Regions from separate parts of the Rattus norvegicus genome. Here regions 1 and 2 are each linked to region 3. Evidence: chromatin contacts called from public Hi-C data. All regions are on one chromosome and are shown on one strand. Each heading gives the region's core, a stretch centred on a gene start, on an enhancer-like site or on the middle of the called end of the contact. The rest is flanking DNA. Distances are from core to core; before and after follow the strand shown.

Region 1 (2,700 bases), core at 137-2,636, 130 kb before region 3:
GATACCGTTTCTGATGGTAGACTTCCCCATTCTCTATGTGGTTCCTACAGTGCAGTGTGACTTTCCTACAGATGGTGATTGTAGGATGGAGCTATAGATATAGATACAGATTTATATATATAAATATAAAGTCATAGTAATCGGGATAAAAATCACCTCTACCCTGCCAGATCTAAGGCTCTGGTCCCTGTACTTTTAATGAAATTAAAATGCATTATGTAAAGTAAAATTATTCTAGCCCATGACATTACTTATCTCTTCAAACAATTTAATAAATTAAGAGTAATTTTTCATGAAACTTGATAAAAAATGAAATATTGAGCCAGTTCTTCTTTTCAGTTTTGTTCATAGATAACTAAAATAAGAAAATACTTCTCCCAGCGCTCTCAGGCTTTTCTTGGGAGAAGAGGACACGATAACGAAATGTATAAACCCTTAATGCATATGAGCTGTGTGTCTAAGGTTTGAGCACTGCATCCTGGAATAGCACATTTTAAATATATATGTGATTTGAAAGGGAGACGCACTGCAGACCCATAGGTGATGTGGCAGGAAGACAGGAATTACTGGAAGTCACAGTAGAACTGTAACACCTGTTTGCTTAATAGTGGATCAGAGAGTTAGATTTCTGTGGTATGAACTGGACAGTTCCCTCCGGCATGGACTTCAGGTTTTCCAAGCTATGGATGGTAGAAATCTTTAGCAAGTATCATGAGTCTTAGAAAGCACATCTCAAATATTTGTTTTAAAATATGAGTTCACTTTTTATTCTCACAGGTAAGGGACCCACAGTCGTCCCCTTACAGTTTGAAGTAATGCTAGTTGATTGTAAAAGATAGATCACAGATTTGTTTTTACAGGAGTTGGCCCATGGATTAAAGGAACTCTTATCATATGAAGGCAATGTTGAAGAAGATTTCTATTCAACATTCCAGGTACTGATGAAAGCATAGCACTGTGTATGACCTGTAATCTTAAATATGAAAATGTCATTGTTCCTAAGCACTTGTTGTTAGATGAACAAGAATAATCAACATGTAAATTCTTAAGAGAAGGATCTTTAGTCTGAGTGTAGCAGTGTATCAGAGGTCTAGGCACTCAGGAGTCTCAGACACAAGAATTGTGATTTTTGAGCCTTATAGCAACACTTTTCTCACTTAACTAATTTTAAAAGTATCAAATGTAATAGAGACAGTACTGCAGACACATGCAGATAAGCAGGCGAAAATGAATTCATCAAGGGCATGGTACGCCCCGAAGACAGCTGCATATTCCCGTGACTGGTTGGCTTTACTCCAAAGCTAGCTGGCCTCTTACACTGCCCCAACACAGGAGGTTTAGGAGCAGGTAATGAGTCAAACAGAAAACCACTCATTTCCACTCTGCTCACTTGCCATACAGGTTCTGTGAGCTTTGTTAAAACATTAACTGTATTTAACAGGAAGGGTTGGAAACCTGCTTTTTTACCTCAGAATGACACCCCTTAATATAAATATCACTAGAAAGTTGAGGCTTGTGGCAGTTGTGTGTTAATGTAGAGGCAGAACTGTTCTACGGATCTACCCACCCGAAGCCTCTGTATGTCAACAGTCCAATTAACATGTGGTATCGCCCACCAGGTTTTTCAAGAAGAATTTGGAGTAATTAAATCCTATAACTTAAAGCCAGGGGGTGATAAGATTCCAGTTACCAATCAGAATAGAAGAGGTAAGTTAGATACCATTTTAAATCGCAGTGAGTTATACCTTTTTATTCCTATGACTGTGTAACAGATGTGAAATTGCTTTCCAGAATATGTACAGCTTTATACTGACTTCCTTTTGAACAAATCTATCTATAAGCAATTTGCTGCATTTTACTGTGGATTTCATAGCGTGTGTGCTTCAAATGCCCTAATGGTGAGTTTAAATTTTTAAGCTTTTGATTATGTTTTGTAATGGTACAGCAGATAATTCCTAAGTATCATAATAGATAAGCTTTTAAAATTAGGAAATGAAGAGGTTGCAAGGACATTGGGCGGATATGAGAGGATTAGGAGATGGGTGGGACTGGGGAGCATGATGTGAACCTCACAAAGAATCAAAACGTTTCTAAAATTAGAAATAACAGTAGTGTTCCTCTTTCACCTTTCTCCTTTAGAGAAAGAAAAATGTGACTTCAGCTCTTTCTCTTTTCTACTATGCCTTAGATCAGGGCTTTAAAAGCTGTATGAAGATGTTGAGACTTAGGAGTAAACATAGCAGAAGAGTTAATGCCTGGCTCCCGGGTGGGGGATGTGCGAGTGTGCTGTGTGATTGCCCTGCCTACCCTAGGGTCTCAGCAACTCCTCCACAGCTTCTGGTGGGCTTTTATGGTGCTTTGACTTGTCTTGACCATGTAACTTGGAGTTAGAATACCATTTTGTAAATACTACATGATTCTCTCACCTTAAATAACCAGGCACATGCCATGCTGCCTGTCATATGTCCCTTCTGTTTTATCATGAGAGTCTGGAGTAGCCTTTCATTTATGTTGTTTTTAAAGAAGAAAGAAATGGATTATCAAAATGCTAATGGTGGCAGGAACAAGAGGCTTTCTTTCTGGCTTGTTACAGAGCAATGGTTCTCAACCTGTGGGTCATGACCCCTGTGGGGTCGATAACAGCTCTTTCAGAGGGGTCACATAGCAGGTATCTTGTATATTGGATTGATTCATAACAGA
Region 2 (2,700 bases), core at 116-2,615, 180 kb after region 3:
GAGATGCCGCAAAAAAAAGCTCTCCTGCTGACTCAGATTCTTCTCACCCTGACCTGCTGCCCTATTTTGGAATCCCGACTAGCCTACCCTCCATCCCAGTTCCTAGTCTAAAATGCCCTACGCCTTCCGCCCCGGCTGCGCTGTCCTCTGCTCCGCAGCACCTGCCCCTAGTGCTCCTGCCAGCCCGCAGCCTCAGCCATTCCAGAAATTGACAAAGAAGTTGCAAAGGGAGTGCCACTTCTCAGTGCAGTAGGTCTCAGTGAGCTCGGCATTCTGGTCCAGCCCGTTGGGCTGGAGTCCGACCGCCTCAGGAGTCTCCGGAACCGGGTCTGAGCCCGCCTTCCTCCCGCCTGAGTTGGACTTCACCAGCAAGGGCTTCTTTTCGGGCTGGGAGCTCGGGGACCGCACCGACTGTCGCGGTCGAGCCCGGCTCCGCACCCTGGGCCGGGGCTCCTCGCTAGGACGTGCGGGCAGGCTGGAGTGCGCGGGCGGGTGTAGCTCAGCGCTGGCCGTCTTGTGGGCGCACAGGCGCGGCGGCAGCGGCGCGGTGTCCAGGCAGGGCCGCGGTCTCCTGCGCAGCGCGCCCAGCAGCCGTTTCCAGTAGTGCGCGCTCCGGGAGCCGGTGGCCGCGCAGCGCTCTGGATACCCGCGGTAGGTGCAGTGCAGGCTCGCCCCGCCCGGGACCTGGCAGCGCAGGGCCAGCTCTCCGCCCGTCGGCGTCCCCGGGGCGGGCACCAGGAGCTGCCAGCTGCACGCGTGCTGCTCTGGGCTCACGAAGCGACCCAAGGAGCCGTCTCTGGGGCCGGAGGCCCGGGCCACTTCCCTGCCAGCCGCCCCCTTGTCCCTCCCGGCGGCCGAGAGGAAGCAGCCTCCCAGCAGCAGTAGCAGCGACAGCGGCGAGAGCGACGCCCGCGGCCTGGGAGGACTCACGCCCGCGTTGGCCATGCCACTCCTCTGGGATTCCTGGAGCCTCAGCGCAGGTAGCACGCGGTGAGGAGCATCCTCGGATCTGCGAATGAAGGCTCCAGATGAATCCCGCTCAGCCCTCTCCCTGGACACAGGAACCTGCCAACTCCCCTGACCCGATTTTCCCCGAAGCAAGTGTTCTGCTAGCAGCGAAGAGCCCCTCTAAAGAGCTGCCTTTCCTAAGGGAACAACTTAATGTTTAAGGAATCGGTTTAAAACTTTCACTAAGATAGAAAAATGAAGCTTAATGATCGCCCTCCCAACCCTACCACCAAACTGTCTACAAAATCATTTCAGGTTAATCGGATACCTGTGCTTTTCGCTTACCGAATTCCAGAAGAGGTGGAGATAGAGCGAATGACTGCATAAGGGATTAGTCTGCTTTATACGGCTGTCTGTGAATTAACCTGTTATCAATGGGACAGAAGGGGCCTCCCCCTTCATGCCCCTCCCAGACTTCTCTCACACTAGGTTTCACCCGCTGCTAACACACACAGAAGATACAACGGCGAGCAGACTCACTCCGCCGCAGATATATAATAGAAACAGCCATGTAACATGAAATATAAAATGCTGAATTTGCTTCCACCGCTGAAAATAAGGCAAATGTTAACACAACTTTCTTTCCTTTTGAAACTTGTACATATTTATCTGGTCTATATAGTTAAAAAAAAAGATAAAATGAAACAATATTCAGAACCAGATGCTATTCGCAGTTTTCTTTTTTCTTTTTGCATCGCACGTTATTTCTTGTATGTGTGTACCCCAGGGATCCAACTCGTTTGTAGGGCCCAGTGGGGTGGCAATCACCTTTGCCTATGGAGTCGTCTCAAAAGTCCCACTATTTTCAGTCTATTTTTCTTATCACTCAGTTCTGTATTTTCATCAGTACACCTAAGCGGGGGCATTCTGGTTTTTTAACTATTTGGGATATGGTAAATTAGTTCTAAATATCTTTCAAAACTCAAAGGTCCTAAAAGAACTAATTGCTTTGTGGTTGGAAAGTAATACAAATCCAAGTGGCATAATTAAGCACTAACCCGTTCTTCGCCTGCCTCTTCAGGAGAGGGGTAGACTTTGGGTCGAGTTAGTTTTGCTGTGTGTTTATTTTTCTTTGCAAGTTTTTTATAATAACATTTATAAAATTAAAAAAGAATTTTGTTTACTCTTATTGTTGTGTGTGTGTGCTTGAATGCTACAGCGCATTTGAGGAAGCCAAAAGACAAGTTTCAGGAATCTGCTATCTCCTCCCACCTTGTTGGTCTCAAGAATTGAAGGATTCAACTCAGATGACCAGGCTGAGCAGCAAGTCTCTTTAATTTGCTGGGCCATAAGACGCCCTTTTTTTTAAAACAGGGTCTCTCCTGCCTTGAGTTCATTGTGGATCTGACTGTGACCTTGACCTTGTATTTTAAGCAAAGTTACTTTTAAACTTTGAGATTTTTATATTCATCTCACCTTTAGCTCCATAGTATATGTGGTCTTTTTTTTTTTTTTTTTTACTTTAAGAGTTTATTGCCAAGAGGCTGGGGAGACCCATGTGAGGGTAGGAAAAGAGGAATGGCATCACAAAGTTGTCCTGTGATCTCCATTCAGGCGCATACAAGTAATACACACAGTAATAATAAAAAGTTATTTTGATAAAGCTCTTATTTCTCCAGGGAATGGGGATGTTTCTCACTGGTAGAGGACTTGCTTAGTGTGTTCAAGGTCTTTGACTTCTCAGTACTGAGT
Region 3 (2,700 bases), core at 80-2,579:
TTGAACTGTTTTAAAATACACTGTAGATATATGAATTTATAAATACTGAAATCCTACAGGGAGAAGACTAAGATGTCCATTACCTTGGCCTGGTGGAATTACAGTACCTACCGGTTTGGGCTGCTATGGTGTTTCCTATTGTTGGGTAACTGGTATTTACAAGCAGAAAGGCAGTTACAACAGTGCCCATCCAACCAAGAATCATCCACCAAGACTTTTCCTGGCCTTTCTTTCCCTTGAACCACACTCTATTTCCACACTTACGGAATTAAGATTTTCCTCTCCGATTTCCGCCTTATAAGTCAAAGAACATGAAATACAGTAGGTGCCATTTTTGCAGCCTGACTATTAATTGTTTATTCTTTGACAGTTCATATATGACTATAACATACTTTGATCACATATAGAGTCTGGCTGGAAGAATTCTCTTCATACCACCACTAAGCAGAGCACCCTATAAATGGTCACCATCACAAAAGCCCAGTAAAGAATGTACACAGACTCATTTTAATAGCCCTAGGGTTTTTCTGAGAGGATCACAAACTTCCAGCAACAAAAACTCAAGATGTATCTGTCTCACAACGTTAACAGGCAGGATTTGGGGAGAGAGAATTCTTGGACTAAGTCAAGACTGGAGAAGCAACGAAATTTCATGAGATGGTCTTGGTTACCTGGTTGATGGAGCTGTTGTTCGTTTTTATTGGTTGGGCTGTCGTTTTTCTTTTTCACTTCTGCATTTATAGAGAGTTTTAGTATTGGGCTAGTTCCCTGGAATTCTTAGTCCCAGCCAAGAGTTAAAAATAATAGTTTTCTCAAACTCTAAGACTGAATATTCTATGGCAAGCCAGGATAAGGAAAATGGGAAAAGAAATGCAAATCCTCCTGGAACTTTTGCTGCAGACTAAACTACCCCACCGCAATACATGGGTGCAAACTAAGCTGCCCCCCAAGTGCTTGGATCTTTGAGCTCAAAGGCAACAGTCACTTCAGCAAAGGGAATCGCAGCTAAAGCTGACTCACTAAGGCAGTTTCTGCTTTGAGATGTAGATTTCCCAAAACAGGCACTAAGAAATACAACTCTAAGTCCATCCCTTCAAGGCCTCCGGGACAATTAAACTCAGCCATCAACCTGGGAGTCTCCCATCTGCAGAGAAGGCAAAACCACAGAAGCCCCCAAAGTCCCCGCAGCTTCGGGTTCCCCTCCAATAGGGCGCGGAGTTGCACGTACCTGGTGCAGCTCATTGGACCGAGAGGCAGTGGCGACCGCGACAACCGCACCCAGCGCAGCTTCGCACCACGCACTTAGCGGATGCAGCGCCGCGGTCAAGCCCGCCGACTGACCGCAGGCAAGCGGGGAGGCAGCTTATCAGAGCCCGATCACGTGAGCTGGTCCCTCGGACCAATCAGAGGCCCGATTCCCCGGCCAACCGCTGCGCAGCTGGGGCACGAGCCCCTGTCCCTGGAACGTGATCACCGCGGGGCTGGATGTGACCAGAGCGTGCTGGAAGGCGGCCGCAGTGTCCGGGAGCCCTGGGCCAGCGGGACCCAGGCGTGTTCCTGGAACCTGGCGTGCAGCACGTAGCTCACGGCTCGCAGCTGGCCTTCTGCAGCTTATGCGAGCCTGGCGGGGTCTTCTATGGAAACGCGTGGGTCTGTGCAGAGTTGAATCTGAGCTCAGAAAGTTGTGGCTCCACCCCTTGTCTGTGAATTTTGAAATGCTTGTGGTGCTCCTTGCGTTGTGTATCCAAGCACCCTTGGCCCAAGCAAAAAAAAAAAAAAAAAAAAAAAAAGTTGGCTGGCTCTTCTTCCTACACAAATAAAGCCTCAGAACCACCCAAATGTTAAGAAAACACATGAGCCGGTGAAACGAAGTGGCCCAGTGTTCTCTTCCCTCTGAAGACAGAGGCAGAGAGCCAGCCTGTACAGCTTAGCAAGACTCTGCATCTAAATAAGCAAACCGACACTATGCTGATCTATTCAGCTTTCTCCTTGGAAGAGAGAACTATAGGCCAACACGAAGTTACTGTCCTTGCTCTTTGTCACCAGACACAGCAGATAGCCCAGATCCCTAGACAGAGTTCTGACTTCCCTAGGCAGAGTTCAAAGTCACAGTTCATCTCACGCTTTCTCTGAGATTTCCTTCTTTTCTTTTGGAGCTTGAAGGGACCATATCTGTTGTACCATTAAAAACTATGAAGTCCGACCGGCTGTGATGGAGCACACCCAGCATTCCGGAGGCAGAGTCTGGCAGATCTCTGTGAGTTCAAAGCCAGCCTGGTCTACAGAGTGAGTTCCAGGGATTACACTGAGAAACCCTGGGGGTGGGGGTGGAGGGGGCTATAAAATTAGTCAAACGCAAATGTCTTCTTCTTTTGCTCTGTTTTTGTTTTGAGATTTTAATATAATTACATCATTTCCCCCTTCCCTTTTCTTCCTCTAAACATTCCTATGTATGTTCCTGGTTCTCTTTCAAATTCATGGCCTCTCTTTTTTTCTAATTGTTAATATATGCGTTATGTGTACAGATTATTTTTACAAGCCCATGGCCTAGCTCTGCTCGGTTACCCAGAAGCCAATCAAAACGTGCAAAAATTTCCTCTGCCATTTAACTGTCAAACACTAGAATTGTTGCAGTAAAGAAAAAGCAGTCCATGCAATGGGGTGGAGACGCGGCGGCTCAGACGTTAGGAATGCCTTGCT

What was found. A called contact is a pair of places that touch in the nucleus more often than the background predicts.
Region 1: a Hi-C map of kidney shows a contact between it and region 3, with 4 times the contacts expected there. The contact joins the enhancer-like site here to the promoter of Ppp1r3c in region 3. A contact is called at or near these places in 8 of 12 Hi-C or Micro-C datasets (the A7r5 cell line, the Rat2 cell line, Schwann cells and 5 more) and 1 of 1 datasets of contacts at active chromatin or transcription factors (oligodendrocytes).
Region 2: a contact with region 3 is called in a Hi-C map of liver, with 2.4 times the contacts expected there. The contact joins the promoter of Fgfbp3 here to the promoter of Ppp1r3c in region 3. A contact is called at or near these places in 2 of 12 Hi-C or Micro-C datasets (frontal cortex and liver).

Annotation. Positions count from the first base shown.
Region 1 is chr1:243,745,500-243,748,199 of GRCr8, forward strand. Hectd2 (HECT domain E3 ubiquitin protein ligase 2) reads left to right here. Exons shown (of 21, transcript NM_001107608.3): 16 at 861-935; 17 at 1,620-1,707; 18 at 1,792-1,898. Among named protein-coding and RNA genes, the nearest start is that of Hectd2, 59 kb to the left of the region's middle. Within about 2 kb of position 1,387, at least 4 of the 93 cell types and tissues checked have an H3K27ac peak or open chromatin away from gene starts, as enhancers often do. A contact at or near this core is called in kidney, where this site is marked.
Region 2 is chr1:244,057,209-244,059,908 of GRCr8, forward strand. It overlaps Fgfbp3 (fibroblast growth factor binding protein 3), which reads right to left and starts at 1,366. Exons shown (of 2, transcript NM_001109165.1): 1 at 1,294-1,366; 2 at 1-1,009. The coding sequence starts at 945. The coding sequence ends at 193.
Region 3 is chr1:243,877,198-243,879,897 of GRCr8, forward strand. Ppp1r3c (protein phosphatase 1, regulatory subunit 3C) reads right to left here and starts at 1,330. Exons shown (of 2, transcript NM_001012072.1): 1 at 1,229-1,330. The coding sequence starts at 1,242.